Linked DNA regions of Mus musculus: region 2 is linked to region 1. Evidence: chromatin contacts called from public ChIA-PET data. All regions are on one chromosome and are shown on one strand. The core of a region is the stretch at or near the end of the contact, and the rest is flanking DNA. Distances in the headings are between cores, read along the strand shown.

Evidence for each region. ChIA-PET counts read pairs in DNA pulled down with a chosen protein or histone mark.
Region 2: an RNA polymerase II ChIA-PET map of memory CD8 T cells shows a contact between it and region 1, with 5 times the contacts expected there. The contact joins two enhancer-like sites. A contact is called at or near these places in 1 of 15 datasets of contacts at CTCF or cohesin (stem cell-derived epiblast-like cells), 3 of 484 Hi-C or Micro-C datasets (the G1E-ER4 cell line, cortical neurons and uterus), 2 of 115 datasets of contacts at active chromatin or transcription factors (embryonic stem cells and memory CD8 T cells) and 2 of 9 other capture datasets (embryonic stem cells and macrophages).

What each region holds. Positions count from the first base shown.
Region 1 is chr14:59,258,779-59,261,824 of GRCm38.p6, reverse strand. It overlaps the pseudogene Phf11. Among named protein-coding and RNA genes, the nearest start is that of Phf11a, 37 kb to the left of the region's middle. Within about 2 kb of position 1,589, at least 63 of the 459 cell types and tissues checked have an H3K27ac peak or open chromatin away from gene starts, as enhancers often do. A contact at or near this core is called in memory CD8 T cells, where this site is marked.
Region 2 is chr14:59,553,638-59,556,683 of GRCm38.p6, reverse strand. No RefSeq gene overlaps it. Among named protein-coding and RNA genes, the nearest start is that of Cdadc1, 43 kb to the left of the region's middle. Within about 2 kb of position 1,548, at least 54 of the 459 cell types and tissues checked have an H3K27ac peak or open chromatin away from gene starts, as enhancers often do. A contact at or near this core is called in memory CD8 T cells, where this site is marked.

The DNA of each region.
Region 1 (3,046 bases), core at 340-2,839:
TTCATTTTTCCTAGGCTTTCCATAGTGCCCTGTTTAGTTATCTTTCTTCTGCCAGGTACAGGATGCCCTTTGCTAAATAAAAAGTCCTTACTGGCACCTGGGTCTAGTACCTATTAATGTTGTATCCTTAAAGCTACTTTCACAGGGGCCAAACAATGTGGTACAATATTCAGACATAGAGACCTTACAGTTCCTTAGTTAAGCACAGGCACTGTTGGGGTATCTGGTGTGGTTTTTCTCCAGCTGTTTGATGGCTATTGTGGTTGTGGACGTCACACAACTAGGAAGAGAACCCTTCTCCATATTTGCCTCCATCAGAGTGGCCTGTGTGGTATTTTCCTGACTGCTCATTGGTGGAGGAAGGCACAGTCCTTTATGTACAGCAGCAGCATGGGGCAGGTGGTTGTGGACTGTACTGCACAGCAGGTCTAGAGAGCCAGGGAAATAGGCAGAAAGCCTCCCTGCTCCTGCTTTCTTCCTTGTTCTCTGGATGGTGACTGCAACTTGTAGTCCTGTAGTGTTGTAGGTCCCATGTCCGACCTACCACAGAGCCAGACAGCAGCTTGGGGAGACAGAACTTGAAATGTTTGATTGGGCTTGCCTCACGAAGTGGCCCTGCCGGTGTTGGGCCTTAGGGACATGACTCGGAATGGGAAAAGGCAGTCTAAGGTAAGAGACAGCTGGAGCTGGTTCAGGAGTGCCCAGGTCTTGGAATTTGCTGCTGTGGTGGAGTTCCCAGGGTGTGGACACCCAGGCGCTGCTGGCAGTTCAAGGAGAGCTGAGAACGGAATCTGGGACCATGGGCTAGATCTAGCCTGGGACCTGGGGGAAAAAGTGGGGAGCTCCGGGTGGTCCCACAGGAAGAGTCCTTGGCTTGAAGGTGGTTGGCTTAGAGGAGGTTATGTCTGGGAGCAGAGAGACCTTCTATGAGAGATTAGACAGTGGCTCTGTAGGCAAAGGAGTTCTCCATGACTTCCTAAGGCGGATCCCGATGAAAAGAGCTAGTCTATGGTTCTGAATCATTTATTGCCATGGTGCAAAGGGGGTGTGTAAAACCATACCCCACTTCTCAGGGTGGCCTGAGATGAAATACCTTTTGCAGGGAGGAATATCTGGGAAGGAAAGCTTATTGGCTATGTCCTCAAGGCCTCTCGGTACCTCATTAGCATGGAGATCTGTTGTAAGCCTATATGACCACAGGTCACTGTTTTGTTTTTTCTAAATGAAGGGGGCTTGGTGTATTTCCCTTATGTGACTGATGGCCATAAATGTATAGGGGGCTGTGGCTAGTGATAGGAGCCTGGTGCCCAGGAGCAGGTAAAGCTTCTATAGACCCTTCAGGGTCCTCAGGGCTTCTAGCCTTGTCTCAACCAAGTACCAGGCTACCTCTCATGGTCCACAGGCCCACATAGCTCAAATGGAGCCTTTCCTCCCCTGACTTATTTTGGACCTGTGCTTTATTACATCACTTTTAGAGCACTTTTAAAATGACTTCTCAGAGTTGAAAACGTGCCAGCACACTGCCCTCAACTTGCACTTCCTCTCAGATTGCTGTTTGCAGTCTCCACCCACATTTAGAGAAAAAGAAACTAGAACCTCAAAACTCACAGAGGCACTTCAAGGACCGCAAGTCCCCACCCAGCCATGGCCCAAGAGAAGCCAGGGTGTTCTAACCCAGTTCCCAATGGTGAGTTCTAAGTTTCAGGTCGGCAGGAAGGTCCCACACTCCACTTCTCTCCAGGGAGACTGCAGGACACTGCTGAGGGTGGGTTGGGGCTCACAGCATCTGGGAAATCTGTAGGCACTGGGGACCTCGGGAAGCTAAAAGCTATTCTGTCCATGATTCATAGGACTGGGGGTTCTACATTGTAAAATTAATACTCAAGACATGCTGTTGGGAAGGAAAGGTAGACTCTATTGTGGATGCTGGAAACCTGGAACGGAGGCCCCAGTCTTTGAAGACAATTGGAGAAAACTGACAATACTGACAAACTGACTAGGGTTGTGTGTTGCGAGTAGACTTCAGTATCTGAAATTTTGTGTTGTGCAGGCTGATGTTTTAAGGATCATCCCATGGTGGGAATCTCCTTGAGATGGTTTTCTCCTATCATGAGAGAATCACAATCCAGGCTTTTGTCAGGTTTGCGGCCCACAGGCTTCTGGATCAATCTAGAAAATGATGAACTCAAGAATGCAAAAGAAATCTTATTGGGGTAAAGAAGCAGAAGTAATGCACGGAGGACAGCAGGGATAACTTGAATACTGGTGTTGACAGGCTAGCACAGCTCTGCCCCAATCCTCTCTCTCCAGGAGAAACCTGGCCCAAAAGTCAAAGCAGGAAATACAGATACAATAGGAAGGTACTAATGCTAAACCTTTTCAGGCCTTTCAAGCAACAGGGATAGAAGTGATCACTGCTCAAGGGAAGCCACCATTTTCAACAAAAGCATGCTTCCATCCCTGAAACAACCCAAGGATCCATTATACTCACCCACTTGGTAGAGATGTCTGCAGCCAAATTTAGAGTTGAGTAGTGATTTATTTCAGCCTTTAACTATCCTGCAACTAGTATATTCTTGAGGTTTATTTTGTGTATGACTGTCTTGCCTACATAAATATCTGTATATCACATGTGTTCTTGATGCTGTATTGTATGGAGAAGGCAGCATAGGATTCCCCCTGGATGGAGCTTTTGACTTGGTTATAGCTCATCATGTAGGTGGTAGGAACTGAGCCAAGGCCCTCTGCAAATATGCATAAGAGCTCCTGTTTACTGAACCGTTGTTCTATTTTCTCGTATGTATGTATATGCGTATGTATGTATGTATGTATATACATGGAATCAACCTTTGCTCTCCAGTCCTGTCTCTGCCCGTAGATATGTGCAGCTCTCAGACATCATCAGAGAATTTCTAAATGTTTTATTCATTTCAGTAAGGCCTCTAGAAGTTTTTCAGTCACACCATAGCCAACCTTGTGGCTTGCTATGTTTCTGTTTCTCTCACTGGTCCTCAGCACTGAGCAGAGGCTGCACCACACAAGAGGT
Region 2 (3,046 bases), core at 299-2,798, 290 kb before region 1:
TCTATCTTTAGTTTTTATAGTGCTGTGGAGGAACTCAGGGCCTCTGGCAGGCCAGCAAGTACTAAGCTACAACCCCTGCTTAGGAATTTTGTTTGAGGACTTAAAATGGGACTGTGGTTCTGACCCGTGGATATATTTAACCCAATCTTGCAGCGTGATAAGCACCTTGTCAATTTTGCTCCTAATGAGTAGGCCCGGTAGACTCCTGACAGGCAGTCACTTGATCAGTGATTTAGTTTCAGCCTAGCCACACAGATCTGTTAACTAAGAGTCCCCCAGTACTCCAATAAAGATAGCATTGTTTATTTCAGCCAGCAGGGGGCAGCATGTCCCAGAAGTTGAAGGAGGGGCCTTTTGGAAGAGAAACTGATTTGTGCAGGGTTACACCAGGATTCTGAATTGAGGAAAAGAAAGGCAAGGCACAGTTCTGTCCAAACCCCAGACCCGTGAGAGCCTGTAACCCACTGACAGGCAGCTGCATCGTGAGCTCCGAGGTCTCGAGTCCTCAGGAGCCGTGGGGATGAAGTCACCAGGATCGACCGATTCTAAAGTCAGCCGATCAAGACACGTGAGGGTGGAGCATGAGGTGTGCTGTTACTGAGATGTAGGATGGAGGAAGGTGAGGCCTGTAGGAGGTAAAAGAAGACAGCGCTGTGACAGGAGGCTGCCTCTGGGTTGGGATGTGGCTCAGTTAATAAGAGTACTTCCCTAACATGCATGAGGCTTTAGGTTCAATCCTCAGCACTGCCGACAGGTGTCAAGAAGCGAGGGTCAGAAGTTTATAGTTGCATTAAGCTACACAGAGCATCTGAGACCAGCTTGGGATACATAAGACTGTCAAAAAAGAAAGGCTGTAGCTGGGTAGATTTGTGTGTGTCTGATGCACATAGGACCCGAACCACTGCAGAAGGTGACCTGCTGCATCTGGCAATCTCAGAGCCCCGAAGGCCTGGAAAGAGGACCTCAGGAGGTGGGAGGGCAGCAAGGGTGAGCTGTGGGGCTCCTCCAGCCGAAAAGAGAGAACACTCCATGCTGACTCACTTAAACAAGTGTCCAGGGACAGAAGCAGGGCTTGGGCTGGGCGAGGTGCAGAAGGGAAGGGTTTTAACTTGGGCTGCACTGAACGAATTAAAACGCGAATGAGACACTGATGCCTAATGCAACCAAGGCAAACAGGGCTTTGAAACAGGACATCTGTCTGTGTGTCCTGGGGCCAGAGTGGCAGTGTGGGTATCAGAAGTCGGGAGGTTCTGAGGTTTGGACAGGAAGTGTCTCTTAAAAACTCAGGTGGCAGGCTTGCAGTGGCAGGTAGGACTTTCTCCTGGAAATGACTGGATCATGGGGTGCTGATATCTCATCAATGGGTTCATCCATGGATGGGGTCATGACAGGCTGGTGCAAACTGTAGGAGGAAGTGCCTGTGGAAGGAAGTAGGTCACTGAGGGAGGCGCGCCCGGGAAAGATTTATTGTGCGTCTTTACCCTACCCCGACCCCACACAATCTCTCTCTGCTTCCTGGTGACTGTGAGGGAAGCCATTTCCTTTCATCACATTTCTGCCTCACTGTGACATACCTAAACGCACAGGGCCAGACAGAGCAGGCCACAGTAACCGTTTCCTCCTTCCTGTTGTTTTCCTCAGTCATTTAGTGACAGCGAGGGAAAGTTACTAACACAGTCTGTCACCTGGAGGCATGGCCCATTGGTTTAAAATCAAGAGTTTGGGATTATGGTCAAGGATTAAAATGTGCCTGTTGCCCGAGAGTCAGGAGGAGAGACCTCTAAAACATGATGTGTCTAGAATGTGTCTCGCCCAGGAAGGCCTTCTAAAGAGGAGCCAAGAAGAGAATCAGACTCACTTAGAGGGTGGAGAAGCAAGGAAACAATGCAGGAACAGAGAACTTTCCCTAGTGCTGCTGGGACGGCATCAGAGAATAGCAAACCTCAGAAAGATGAGCAACCATTCACATTCCAGGTGTGCTCACAAGGAGAGGATCATGGGTGGGCACCAACACTTCTGTATACTCTGTTGACTTAGAGGTACACCAGACTCTGCTGGGGTTGTCTGGTACAGTGCATGGAATAATATGTAGCATGAAGATTCACGACGAATAGCATCAGATAACACAGAAAGCACCCAAGAGATAACAGGGGTCACAAGGCAGCGATGCAGCTCAGTGGTAGAGCTTGTGTAGTCTGTGCAACCCCGGTGTCAGTCCCTCTGCAGACAAAGCACAGTGAGTCTGTGGCAACAATTTGAACAGTTTTATTACGATTTCACACACTAGCTGGTTTGCCCATTTAAATGAATACTTCAACAATTTTAGTGTGTTAATTTGCGGATATGTGCAAGCACTGCCATAATTAGTTCAAAAATTCCCGTCACCTCAATGAGAACTCTCCGCCTTTAGCTGTCTCTCCACATAGCCGTCTCACATTCCTCCCTCAAGCCTGGAGCTTTCTGTCTCTAGACTTCTCTGTGTTGGACTTTGTATGTGAACAGCACCATCTAGTGTGTAGCCATGATGTGAATGGTTCTTCCAACTAGTTGAGATTCAACTACAGAAGGAGTGCATTGTTTGTTTTGTCCTAGTCAGGTTGGTTTTTATTTTATCTTATTTTCTTTCTTTGTTCCTTTTTTTTTCTTAGATAGCTGTTTGTTTTCGAATGGGGGGGGGGAAGATGTGGATTTTGGAGTATGGGAAGGTGGGGAGGAGCTGGGAGGAGCTAGAGAATGAAATCATAATTATAATATATGATAAAAATCTATTTCCAATTTAAAAAAAAAAGTCGAAAGCTTAGGTCATGGGCTCTGCCTTTGTGCGTGGCCGTGATGCTGTTGTTTGGCCTCTGTTACCCTGTGTTGGTGCAGTGAGGTCCGTATCAGATGCTGCTGGCTCAGTGATGGACACCCCAGCCTCTAGAACCAGGAGCTGATGCTTTTCTGCTCCTCTTGCATGGCTGGAGCTCATCTGTTCTGTTTCAGCAGCAGCAGATGGGCGAACAGTGGCCTTTTGTGCCTGGCTTCTTTCACTTAGCGCAGACTC